2 separate regions of the Mus musculus genome follow, and region 1 is linked to region 2. Evidence: chromatin contacts called from public promoter capture Hi-C data. All regions are on one chromosome and are shown on one strand. Each heading gives the region's core, a stretch centred on a gene start, on an enhancer-like site or on the middle of the called end of the contact. The rest is flanking DNA. Distances are from core to core; before and after follow the strand shown.

Evidence for each region. Promoter capture Hi-C pulls out the DNA fragments that hold promoters and counts their contacts.
Region 1: a promoter capture Hi-C map of pre-B cells shows a contact between it and region 2. The contact joins the promoter of Zfp53 here to the promoter of Pdcd2 in region 2.

Annotation. Positions count from the first base shown.
Region 1 is chr17:21,485,411-21,492,271 of GRCm38.p6, forward strand. It overlaps Zfp53 (zinc finger protein 53), which reads left to right and starts at 3,578. Exons shown (of 5, transcript NM_013843.3): 1 at 3,578-3,855; 2 at 5,816-5,906. The coding sequence starts at 5,846.
Region 2 is chr17:15,524,494-15,531,337 of GRCm38.p6, forward strand. Pdcd2 (programmed cell death 2) reads right to left here and starts at 2,808. Exons shown (of 6, transcript NM_008799.2): 1 at 2,498-2,808; 2 at 1,880-2,119; 3 at 776-907. The coding sequence starts at 2,780.

The sequences.
Region 1 (6,861 bases), core at 2,328-4,827, 6.0 Mb after region 2:
TATCTACTGACATTAAAGACTTCTATTGCACTAAACTGGAAACTCTAATGGAAATAGATGAGGTTTCAGATGTATATAACACACAATATGAAATAAATAATAAGAACAAGACTACAAGTAACAATGTGACTGAAGGAGTATAAAATGCTATCCTTAAAATAATCCCACGTCCACAGAATTCTATCAGAACTACATAGAACTAAAAGCAATATGACTTATCATTGACTTACTTCTTAACATAAAATGAGACAGTTCCTGACTCTAATTATTATTTGATGCTAAAGCAGATACTGAGCTGGGCTTGGTGGAACATCCCATTAGTCCTAGCATTCCAGAGGCAGAGGTAGGCTGATCTTAGTGATTTCTCAAAAACAAAAATAAACAAATAAATAAATCCCACTAGATACTTGTACAACTAAAAACAAATTAAAGACTGATGTGGTAATTTAAAAGAAAATTGAGTTGATTATAGGTACCTTTAAACCCAGGTTTATACAGAGAAACCTTGTCTACAATGAATGAATGAATGAATGAACGAGTAAATATCTCCCACCGATTGTCTATTATTGTCTATTTCACACCGACATATAAATGTATAACACAGTGTGTGTGTGTGTCTGTGTGTCTGTGTGTGTCTGTGTGTGTCTGTGTCTGTGTGTCTGTGTGTGTCTGTGTGCACATGGGAAAGTATACATCAAATACTGCCTATCTACCTCCTACCTCTCCACTATCCTGGTCCACAATTCCAACAGTCACTCTACTGTGTTCATCTCTATTCATATTGCTTGTGATCCACTGAGATGAACCAGAGCCATATGTGAGACTGTGGGTTTGGAGCCTGATGTGTGCTCGAGCCTAATGCGCTCAGCACAGGATAACAACTAAAGGCAATGATTCTTCTCCTACAGTATATTCATAGCCAACATCTAAGAAATAAAGTGAGCCTTTTCCCTTTCCTAGTCTGTGGTGTTCTGTGAGGCCAGTGCAGGTAAGTGCATTTGCTGTTGGTTACTGGTTATAATAGTTGTATGGTATGGAGTTTAGAGAATGACATGTCTTTCCCTTCTGATTTCCCAACCACCTCTTCTTCCTCATTGTCCTCACATTCAGCAGTCATATAATAATGCTAAGCGTAAAGATATAGTATATATGTGCAGACCTGTGTAGGCCCTGTGTCTGCTACTTCAGTCCCTGTGAGTTCACTTGCACTTGCTTATTCAGAGGGTCTTGTTGTCCTGGTGTCCTCTATCTCTCCTGGCTGTTAACACTCTTTCTGCCTCATCCTCTCTACGGTTCCCTGAGCTCTGAGGGGAAGCATTTGATGGAGACCTCCATGTAGACTCTCTCTTCTCCTGATGTCTGACTTTGGGCTTCTGCATCTGTTCCCATCTGCAGTTGTAGACATCTTCTCACATGATGACTGAATAAAGCACTGATCTATTAGTACAGCACAACAGAATTAGTAGTCGATTTTGTTCATACTTCTATTTCTCATTTTACATGACTAGTGTTTGTTTTATCCTAGGTTTCTGGGCTGTCTAGGCTCTGGTCCTTGGTTATGCAGGCAGGTTGGGTATGACTTTCACCTTTTGGAGTGAGCCTTAACTCAAATCAGACATTGGTTGGCTACTTCCATAATTTCTGTTCCACCATTGCCATGCCATCTTGTGGGCAGGACAGATGGTAGGTCACAAGTTTTGTAGCTGCTGCAGTCATACCTTAAAGCTCCATTTCATTATTGCATTTCACATACTTTTTAATTGTGAGGAAAAATTCAAGATATGCAAACAGAAATTTCTCCCTAAATATAGTGACGATCTGATCAGAAAATAGAATTTGGAAAATCATTCCTTAGATTTCTCTATTCTGTCTTTTCTTCATATACTGAGTACAGTACTGTGATAGACGTTTGTGTTCTTTCTAAATATTCTTTCATTAGTCATGGGCTACCTCAGAGAACACATGGATTATTACATTCAAGTTAGATCTGGTCACCTGTCTGAGGCAAATGAGATTGCCCAGAAACATGGAGATGATATAGCCACAACCATGGTGGGCAAGTGAATGAGCAGGACACAACAGGTGTCCTGCCTGTTGTAACTGTTAGAAGACATTGCACCTTATTGTATCTGAATTACAGTGACTTAACACTAGTATAAAACAAAATTTACTTGACTATGCTGATGTCAGATTGGAATTTTTTTTTTTTACAAATATAAACCTAATGTGAGTCCATGAAGTAGCATTGTTCTGTAATTGCCTTCCTTATATGTAGGTATTCATTCATATTACATCCTTCATTTTCTTCTCAGTGGAGGATACACTGATACCCTTCTGGTAAATGATCTCAGGAGTCATTGTAGAGAGTTGACTTGAGAATAACTGTAAAAGGAAAGTTAAGAAACACAACAGTGTGTGGAACTCAGACAATGGAGGAAAGAAATAAGCAATAGCTGTCCACTGCAGACCTGCCTCAAATCATCTAGAAACTCTGACATCTGGCAGAATATTTGCTTTACATCAATAACTTTTGAAGAATCTAGTGATTCTATCTCTCTCTCTCTCTCTCTCTCTCTCTCTCTTTTTCCCCCCACCCCCCGGAAAGAAAGAAAAGGCCTTTGATGTTTTAAATGGAGCCTTTAATATTACAAAGTCTGGGTCATCAAAACAGTAATCTTCATTATGGTACATTAGTTTACCCAAGTATTGTGAATCTGAGTGCATTAAATTCTTCTTCATCAATTTCTGAGAAAAAATATTTAAAAACAGAAACATGTACTCTGAGTTGCACCCTAAAGCTGATTACTGATTTCTCAATTATTTGTTTCATCTTGGTTTTTCTGAAAATCCATGCAATTATAGTATAAGAAAATGTTAACTCCCCAGAGGTCTACTTACAAATCACAACTGTGTAAGTAATGGAAACATAAAGTTAAGAAACTTGCAAAAGCTTTTAATGAAGTTTAAATCTTAAAACACCGCAATTTATATTAAACTAAAATTATGCAAAGGTAACTGGGGACCACTGATGTGGTTCATAGACATCATAGGCGGGTAGGACTTTTCAATGGCTTCTTCCTTTAAGCTGTTTATCAGGTAGGATTTTTCTTTATTTTAAAACGAAGACTATGTTCCACGTTCCTGAAAAGTCTCTCCCCAAATCAAAATTGCAGTATATGGTTTTGAGTTCTCACGTTTGCATTTTAATAGATGGCATTCTGGCATCTGAATTTAGCCTGTTTTGCTCTTTGGTATATATTATATGGCCCAGAGGCTCATAGTCCAATGGGGGTGTTAGGATGCCTATTTTGTATCTGACGGGTTCAGAACTCACTATGGGGGTCAGATACCGGGATGCTGCGTCATATCAGATCCAGTTCTGGTCCAGGCTCGCAACAAGCAGGTGGGAAGACCGTGCAGATCAAGGCCAGGTCAGCCTTACAGCTGGATCTGTGGGAGGAAGCCTGAGACCGAGTGGGAGGGACTGATTTCCGTGGGGCGGAGCCACTCACCCGGAAGCAGAGGATGGGAGGATGTTACACATTGGCTGGGTGTAGAGGAAGGGTGTGGAGTGGGCGAGTTTAGAGGAGTGACCAGCAGGGATACTGAGATGCAATGTGTGTGAGCCTAAGGAATTGAGGCTAAATAGTCAGAGCCTAAAGTGTTAAGAACGCGTTTCCGGCCTAGGGTCTGCACTGTGTGGAGTCGCGTGGTGCAGACTTGCCTGCAGAGCACACGGCCGGGGTCTCGCGGGACCCGTGAACCCCCAAAGCTACAGGTGCCAGGCGGGGCGTCCTGGGAGAGTCAGCAGCGCCGCGGCGGGAACAGCAGCCTGGCGGCCCTGGAACCTTCCAGGTCAGAGGAGCTGCGGGGCTGCAGAACGGGCGGGAGTGGAGCAGAGCATGATCAATGTCTCCGCAACTCATAAAGATGACAGCTCTCAAAACTGTGCTGTTGGATGTCTTACCCTCGTCGATACATTTTTCAATAATATTGACTGAATAGTGCTATTTTTAATTGATCTTCTACCCTCCACATATTCTCCTACGAATAACCTAGTAGAACATTTAAATTTATCGGTTGATATTTGCAAACGCGGTTCTCTTTGCTATGGTGGAAAGGACAAAGCTCTTGAGATTTTCGATTATCCATACTAACTTCCGTGTGCTACCACTTCCTTATTCAAGAGAGTGGCATATGGACCTAGGGACTATGATTCCATGAAAGCTTCTAGATATTAGTCATGAAAGGAACACCTGCAAATTTAATTAAGAGTACAATTTGTTGTGAGTTCCACAGGTATGGATGTAAACATTAACTTTTAAAAGTCAACGTTTTATCCACCATTAATTTTTCATCTAAAACTCTGTGTATTCACTCTGTGATGTAAATATAGCGTTGTGAAAAGGGTGCCGCCAGGCTTGGTGACACTCATCTTTTATCTCAGCAGTCAGGAGACAAAGACAGATGGATCTCACTGAGTTTGTAGGCCAACCTGATCTACATCGTGAGTTCCAGGACTACCACAGCTACATTGTGAGACCCTGTCTCCAAAAACTTAAATATAAATACAACAACAAGACAAACAAGGGGAAGGAAGAAGGAAGGATGGATAAGAGGGAGGGAAGGAGAGAAAAAAAGTAAGGAAGGCAGGCAAGTCAGACAAAAAAAATTTTTTTTTGTCTTCTTCTGAGTTCTTAATGTTGCAAATTAGAGCCTGGAAAATCACAGTATGCTGTTTGAGGGAATCAGGCTACAGGGTTTTCACAGTTAGACAGCATTTGGTGGTGGTACACACCTATATTCCCAACACTCCAGAGGCAGAGGCAGGTGGAGTTCTTTGCCAGCCTGGTCTACAGAATGAGTTTAAGGAAACCCAAGGCTGCACAGAGAAACCCAGTTTTGCAGCAAAAAGAAAGAGACAGAGAGAATGAAACAAAATTAAAAGGCATTAATTATAGTATATGACAATATTAGAAATAATCTTGTGAATAATTATAACTCATCTACATCAGAAAATATCTGCAATCTTGTTTTGTTAATGGTTCAAGAAAAGCATTCTGCCCATGGACACATGACTAAACTGTTATGGAAAAGTCACCATTGTAGACCAGGCTGGACTGGAATTCATAGATTTCTACCCACCTCTATTTCCTCAGTGCTCACATTAAAGTTGTGCACCAGCAGGAATGTTCAAACTGTTATCTTTTATTTTGTGGTCTGTTGACAATCAGTGGTGTGACTCTGGACTTCTCCCAGGAGGAGGGGCAATGCCTGGTCTCTGCTCAGAGGGCTCTGTACAGACTGCATGTTGCAGAATTGGAACTCTGATTTCTGTGGGTGAAAATAGTTTTCTTGCTGTCTCCCTTGCTCCTCCTTTGGGTTCTTGGCAAATTAGACTGCAAGTATGTGAGATTTCTGTGGATGAGTCTCACATTCTACTGAGTAAGGTGAAATCCTCACAGGAACAAAGACCGATTTCAGGAAATGCTTTCTCTTCTTTGGGGTGTTCCTTTGTGAGTATAAGGCTTCCATAATTTTTAATCCAGGATAAATTTAGAACCTCACTAGTATATAATATTCTCATCCCAGTCATTCAGGTCCATTTCTGCCTCTGAGATTAAACTGGGCTGTGATTGGACGTGTGGTTCAAGTTGTGGTAACTGAAAATATTTTTTTGAATATTTTCAGTACTCCAACACTATGTGACAGTGGGAAGGGTTCACTGTAGAATCCTCAATTTCGTTTCTCTTAACCTACTGAGCACATGTTAGAAATCCAGGTGCTTTCTGAGGAATCTCTTTCTCATGTGCAGGGCTCACTGATCACCCAGACCAGCTCACCTATGGAGCAGAACAAAGAGACCTGGAAGATGGAGAGACAGGAGGCAGTAGCTAAGGATCCAGGTATGTTGGAGGATTGGTGAAGTGATGGCAAGGAATTCAAGTGAATGTGGAAGTGGGTCATGAAATTAGTTTTGCCACATTCTGTGTCACTAGAAATAATTCAGGATTATCTATTTTAGAAGTGAGAAGACTTTCTACAGAAGAACTGATACTAGAAGGGAAATAAAAATTTATTTGACTGTGCATGTGAATAATGCTGTCCTTATTCCATGTACATCACTGATCATGTCTACATACCAATATTAAATAGTTTTCATCTCAGTGTTTTTAATATATTATAGAATGATGAAAACTAATGCCTCTAGGTTTATTTATTGTTTTAAGAATTTCTGATCTTTTGGTATTCTAGCACATTCTCTATATTTTCTTCATTCTGAAAATAATGCCAACTGAGGTTTGGTAAGAATCAAGAGATTCTTGATAAGAATCAAGAGATTTTTGATAAGAATTAAAAAAAAAGAATCAAGAGATTATTTGCAGACTATTAAACTGTGTCTGTTATGTCTTCCCATGGACATCTCCTATTGTCTGTTGTCCTGACAGCTCTAAGTGATTTCCATTGCTCTATTTTTAATATACTTTGAGATCACCTCCAGGTGAGATATTTCTTTCTGGCTCTTTTCTGTTCCTTGGTACTATAGGTTTATTTTTAGTAAAATATGAAAATAGAGTTTTTAATAGGAATTAGTTTTAATAGGAATTGGTTTTTTAGGCCAGATTGTGGTAGTGCAGTCCTTTAATCCTAGCACTTTTGGGGAAGAGGCAGGCAGATCTCAATGAGTTCTAGGCCAGCCTCATCTACAAAATAAGTTCTGGGACAGCCATGGCTACACAGAGAAATGCTGTCTTGGAAAAAAAAAAAATATATATATATATACATATATATATATGTGTGTGTGTGTATATATATATATACACACACACATATATATTGTTGCTCAGTATCTTGTATCTT
Region 2 (6,844 bases), core at 1,558-4,057:
GGCACATGTGTTCTGAGAGAATATTTTGCAGAAATGTATGTAAGTATGTATGTGCACGTCAAGGCCGGAAGAGAGCACTTGGATCTGGAGTTAGAAAAGTGCCATGTAGGTTTTAGGGACCAAACCTAGGTCCTCTGCAAGACTAGTAATTGCTTGTAACCTCTGATCTATCTCTCCAGTCCTTCATTATTGTGTCAGTCACAAGACGTTTTACTTGGCTAAGCTTTCTATGGTCTCCCTTCTGAGAATAAGCCCTCCCCCTGATGACTGGGTACCATTCTTCCTGCAAATGAGGCCATAAACTGAGACTCTAATTTAGTTCTATAAACCTGACTTTATGGTTTAAAAGTTCAGATTCTAGAGTAAGATCTAAGTTCTTTGTTCAAACACAGGATACCTAGAACTTCAGTTTGTTCACTGGAAGCATGAGGCAAAGTGTGTCGCTGGGTGTTTGAGCCCATGAATAAGCAATCTTGAGGCAGGGTGAATGCTGGACTGATGATCAGCACCTGTGTGGGCCAACAAAGACACAGCCCCAAAGCATGGACTCTAGAGGAAGTAGCCAAAGGATGTATGTGAAAGTGGAGCTAAAAGACTACATTACAAAGGACCTCTCTTGTCAGACGTTCTGTAGTGACTTAGGCTCTATAATCTTCTACCAAGACGTTCTCTGCCTCACCACAGATACACACTGATGGTGCCTTTCCTCCCTGCCGTTTTCCCCCTAAGGTATATTTGGTCATAGTACTGTAAAATTGATGCACAGACTCCTTACCCATGCTTCCTGTAACTTCAGAATAATCCTCCATTTCCACAACCTCAGGCAAAATTTCATCTTCTGTTTCTGTTACAATTTCAAATTCTGGAAACAGGAAGTTGTGGTCTGGAACCATATGGTCTATTTTGTCTACAATAAAGTTATTAGCATCATTAATAAACATTGAGTTTTGAGGACCTAAAATTTTCCCATTTCTAAGACGTTAAGTTCTGAGACCTGTGTTGTTGAGTGAATTCATCACAGTTGAACATCAGAGCTGCTATGGAATAGGGCAATCACTATGTAACCTCATACAAGCCATCACATGAAGTAATAGACAGTAAATGTGTGTGTGACACTGCTACATATATAACATGGCTTATTGTCAGTAGACAGGCTCTTACTATGTTGCCTAGATTGCCCTCTAACTCCAAATCCTCCTGCAGCTGGCACTCGAGTGCCAGGACCACAGATAGGCACCACCACTACGAGCTGAGTAACAACTGTTAGCACTTGCTTGTTCTTAAGTATTAGATATTATACACAATACCTAACACTAAAGATCTGTTTACACCAACAAAAGCATGAATAAAGTGGAGAGATACAGTCTACAAAGACACTGAACAATTAAGAATTCATTATTCGGATCAGGGATGCATGAATGTGATTGTAACGCTTTTTGCATGACCACGGTTAACTACTCTTAATAATACTACCTGTTAATAAAGCTGGTTGTACTAACCAGTACCCCAGAGCTCGTGTCTCTAGCTGCATATGTAGCAGAAGATGGCCTAGTCGGCCATTACTGGGAAGAGAGGCCCCTTGGTCTTGCAAACTTTATATGCCCCAGTACAGGGGAACACCAGGGCCAAGAATCAGGAGTGGGTGGGTAAGGGAGCAGGGCTGGGGGGGGGGGGGGGGGTATAGGGAACTTTCGGGATAGCATTTGAAATGTATATAAAGAAAATATCTAATAAAAAAATAAAGCTGGTTGTGTTTTAGATTAGCGAAGTGTTCATGTTACCAGTTCCTAAAACTTTTAAAGTATGTTTTCTAATTTCAAGTTTAACCAGAAACTGGAGTACCTCAGTTGACAGAGACGGTAAGGCTAAGTTGTCTTACCTGACTGTGTACAAGCCTGCTTGTGTCCCAGCCGCCAGTCTAATGTCTGATGCTCCTTGCTGCAGTAATGTGCCTGTTTGCACCTAGAGCATGTCATAGGGGCCAAGCAACCACAAACCCGACAGAGATGGGCTCCAGACTTGAGCTGGAGGCACACACATTCCGTACCCAAAGCTTCTGTTTCAGAAGGGGGCTCATAGGAGTAGAATGCGTTGTTCCTTGGTAGCTGATTACGAAAAACTGAAATGAAGAGGAGAAAGGGGTACGTGAGATTATCTTTCCGTGAAACAAAATAATTGAAACATTTGAACCGTTTTCGGTGCTTCACCTCATAAAACCTCATTTAAGGAAAACCTAAGGTTTTTGCTTTCGGGGTGGGGGGGCGGTTTTTATATGAAAGGGAATAAAAATAAAAGCTAAAGAGCTTTTAAACCCGGGAAGAGTTCCGTCTGACAAGAGAAATTGGCTTTAAGGAGTCCGTGCCCAGGATGAAAGGGACACGATTCTAAGACAATTCCGGTACCTGAATACAACCACTCGCGCCAACCGATCGTCCTACGTCCAGGGTTCAGCCCCCGTGGCAACCCTCGCCCGGGTCCTGTCCCGGCGGCCGCTCACCTCGCAGGCCGGCGCAGCACGGCGGCTCGCGACAGCAGAAGAGAAAGAGGCTGCGGTGGAAGGCGTCGTCCCGGCCCGGCAGCGGTGCGTACACCTGCAGCAGGAAGGCGAGCGGGCGGCCGCAGCGCGCACACGCCAGCGCCCCGGGCCCCGGCAGCTCCGCCAAGCCCAACCACGCGGGCCGCCCGCCCACTTTGCTGGGAAACTGCTCGCTGCGCAGCCTCCAGGCCGGTGCCTCCTCGGCGAAGCCCAACTCCACAGGACCAGGGGCGGCTGCAGCCATGCTCGCAGCAGGACTCTGCCACCAGGCCGGAAGAGGGCGGTCACGTGTTAGGCCGGAAGGCGGGAGGCGGGGTCAGATCTCGAGCTGGGACCGGACTGGAGGTAACCCTATAGGCAGGAAGCAAAAGTGAATAAAGGACGCTGGTGAGCAAGACTACCTCCATCGAACTGTCACTGTTTCTGGGGATCCGAAGGCCGGAAGCTCTTCAGACCTCTGAGATTAGGGTGTCGGTTGTAGATCCTCAGGTTGGAGTGAGGGAAGTGGGGGCATTCTCAGCACTCGGGGACAAAAGACAAACTTTAATTAGTTCGCAGCTGTAGCCTTTCGCTATTGGGTAAGAGACTCAGCCCGGATCAGAAACATTTCATGGTTTATGCCGTTAGATATTGTCATAATCTTTGTGATTATCTTAGAGTGGTCTTTTAAAATCTCTGCTTCAAAAGAGGTTTTTCCCGGAGCTGAGCAAGTTTTACAGAAGCTGAATTTTCAGATTTTTATTATGACAGTTTCTCTAGCAAATGGAACTTGCTAAGTGGATATTGGTGGTGGTCACTTCTTAAGGGAGAACAAATGCGTGCTTCCTTTGGAAGAGAAAGGGGCAAGTAGGCTTCCCAAAGCAGAAGTTAGCAGTTTAGGTTATTCTGTTATCTCAGAACAGAGAGTTTCTTATTCTCTTATCTTAGTTTTATGAAACTGAATACATCCTAAGTAATGTCGCCAATCATAATTAATGTTGAAGTTTGCTATTTTTATCTTCTCTTTCAAAGGGAGGCTCTGTTCTCCTGTGGAAGAATTGAGGTTGGGGGCGAACCCACACAGACCCTTGAAACCTGTCCTCATGCAGTTAAAGGATGTTCAAAACTGGGGTGGAGGAGAAAGATGACCGGATACAGTTGAGGAGGAGCACTCGAAACAAACGTAAATCATAGCGCTCTGCTTCACACAGTTGGGTGCTCCCATACTCGCTGCCCTGTGTGTTGGATTTAGACAGGAAGCAAGATGTAAAGACAAAACAACAGTGGGTTTTTTGGCTAGTGTAAACAAGAATTCCTGGAAAGGAGCTGTCTACAAAGTCTGGTTAACTAATAAAACTTTTTGACTTTGAAGAGTTTAGAATCTTTAGAAATGGTACTATTTCTCTTGGGTTGTCTTTAGCCCCTTAAAGATACCTTAGTGGCCGCTTTTGTGTCAGACCTAACACCTTGATAAACAGATAAAGACTATTGGACTGTATTAACAAAATGCTATTCTCCACCAATCAAAAGGCTAACAATGCTATCAGATGGTGTCTCAGGTCTGTACTGAGATTCCTCTGTAACTACTTAATGTTTCCACAAATGCATTCATTGTTAAAATACCTTGATTTCAAATTTCCTTTTTGTTCTGTTACTATAAAAACTCCATGAAAGTGCTTCCACACTGGAACATATAGTACTTGGGAAGACATGAATATATGTTCCCGGGCTACGATCATTCAAATTTGGCTCCGAATGAACTTTTAACTCCCTTTGAGGTGAGAGCTGTAGTTTTTGCGTCAATATTCGTAATGGAACTGAATGAAGTGGGTTCCCATCTTGGTTCGTGCAGAGCCAAATAAAGCCCACCCAAGACAGAAGAGTGAGCACATCAGTGGCCTTGCTGAACAACACAATCAAGTAGATTTTATTTATGTGAAATAGGAGGCTTCATTCCTGAGGAGTTTAGAGGGGTCAGCCTATTTCTGAACTTGCTGAGTTAAAGAGCATGCTTGTGATCTTGCTCAATTTAAGGTAACTTTAAATCCTCCTCCACTTCCCTTTTTCTTTCAGACACAGTGTTTCCACGTGTTGTATAAGTCAGACCTTGAGACCAAACTACATCGGAAAGTTGGAGAATTTGTCTTTATTATGTTGGCAAGCCTACTTGGCAGACACATAAATCTACTGCTCTGAGGAGTTCAGCCCTGGTGCAGAGTTTACATTTATAGATAGCCCAGCATTATTTTCTACCTTCTGAGTTATGGGTGAGTTTAGCCTGTGAGTAAAGGCAATGGGTGAGGTGAGATGGGATTGAATTTTAGCTACATAAATAAGGCCCATGAGCAACCATATTTACAGAAGCAGAAACTATGAGGTTAGAACAGTTATTTTGTAATTGTCTGTTTCTTACCAAGAGGGAGGTGTTCTGCTGACACGAGTGTATAGAAGCAAAAAATACATAAACAGGACATAAAGACATGGCCACGATGCCCTGCCTTTAAAAAGAAAAGCTGGGAGCCGAAGAGATGGTTCAGCAGTTAAGAGCACTAGCTGTTTTGGAGGACCTGGTTCAACCTGCATGGTGCCTCACAACCTCTAATTTGTTCCAGGAGATGCAACACCCTCTTCTGGCCTTCTTGGGCACCAGGTATACAAGTAACATACAAACATGCATGCAGACAAAACATCTATTTATATAAAAATTTAAAAGAAAGGTATAAATACCTTTGACCTCGGTGGGAGGGTGGAGGGAGGGGTGCCATGCTTAGCTCAAAGTCCTGGAGCACAGGTGTAAAGTAAAAGATTAAGAGGTGTGGGGATGCACACCTTTAATGCCAGCACCCGAGAGGCAGAGGGAGCGGATATGTGAGTTCAAAGCCTGAGCTACAGACTGAGTTCCAGGACAGCCAGACAACAAAGAGAAACCCTGTCTCAAAAACAAAAAAAGGTGATGTCTTGTAATGCTTCTGAGGGATTGCAAGTTAGACAAACACCCTGGTAGGCAGGCAGATACGGAGAGGGACCATAGCTAACCAATAAATGTTTCAAACTTCAAGAAGGCCAGCTTCACCCTCCTGACCTGAGTCAAAAGCCTGGCAGCTTAAAGCAAGGGCTTTGTAAGCACTTTTTCTTCTGCTAGTAGGCTCCCTGCTGAGGGCTGGTTTAACAAATTTGAAGCCAGATCAAGATTAGTCCACGCAACAATTGTTTGTGGGTGTGGGGAAGCTCCAAAGGACAGAGAGACAGGGAGCGGGGGAGGGAGTAGGAGGAGGAGAAGGAGAAGCAGCAGCAGCAGCAGACTTCAAAAAGATACTGGGGGGCTCTAGAGATGGCTTAGCAGTGACTGCTCTTACAGAGATCCTGAATTCAAGTCCCAGCAACCACTAGGTGGCTCACAACCGTCTGTAATAGGATATGATGTTCTCGGCTGGTGAGTCTGACGACAGTTACAGTATATTCACATACATAAAATAAATAAATCTTAGAAGAAGAAGAAGAAGAAGAAGAAGAAGAAGAAGAAGAAGAAGAAGAAGGAGGAGGAGGAGGAGGAGGAGGAGGAGGAGGAAGAAGAAAGAAGAAGAAAGAAGAAGAAGGAAGAAGAAGAAGGAGGAGACTGGGTTGTTTGGTTCCTAAAGTCCCCCTCTCTACGTTTTACAGAGTTTGTCCTCTGTGTACCCACTGTATGTGTGTGTTTCCTCACCCATAACAAAACTGCTTTCTTCAACTGCTGATTCTTCTGTCTACTGTCCTGATTGAGGTTCATTACACATGAGATTCTTCCTGCCTTTTCATTCTTTACTAGCAGAGAAAACAGGCCTGATCAAGATTTCTAGACTGTATGTATAACTCCTGGTATGCTCAGCTTACATCTTAAAATCTTAGCTGAAGACAAAGGAGACCTTGTGTTATACATTAGGCACTCTCCCACCCAGCCTTCAGCAACTCAGGGCCAGCAGCTTGTCATCAGCTGCCACCAGGTTCGGCGCATTTCCCACTGTTGCTGAGTTGCATATTTTCCTATGCAACATGTGCTTTCTTTTGTGGGGTGGGGGTCGAGGCAGGGTTTCTCTGTGTAGCCCTGGCTGTTCTGGAACTCACTCTGTAGACCAGGCTGGCCTCAAACTCAGAAATCCATCTGCCTCTGCCTCCCAAGTGCTGGGATTAAAGGTGTGCGCCACCACTGCCCAGCTCAATATGTGCTTTTTAAAGATCCGTCTTGACACCATGGCCCAATACACACCATGACCATGGCAACTCTTACAAAGGAAAACATTTAATTGGGGCGTGCTCACAGTTCAGAGATTTAGTTCATTGTCATCATAGCAG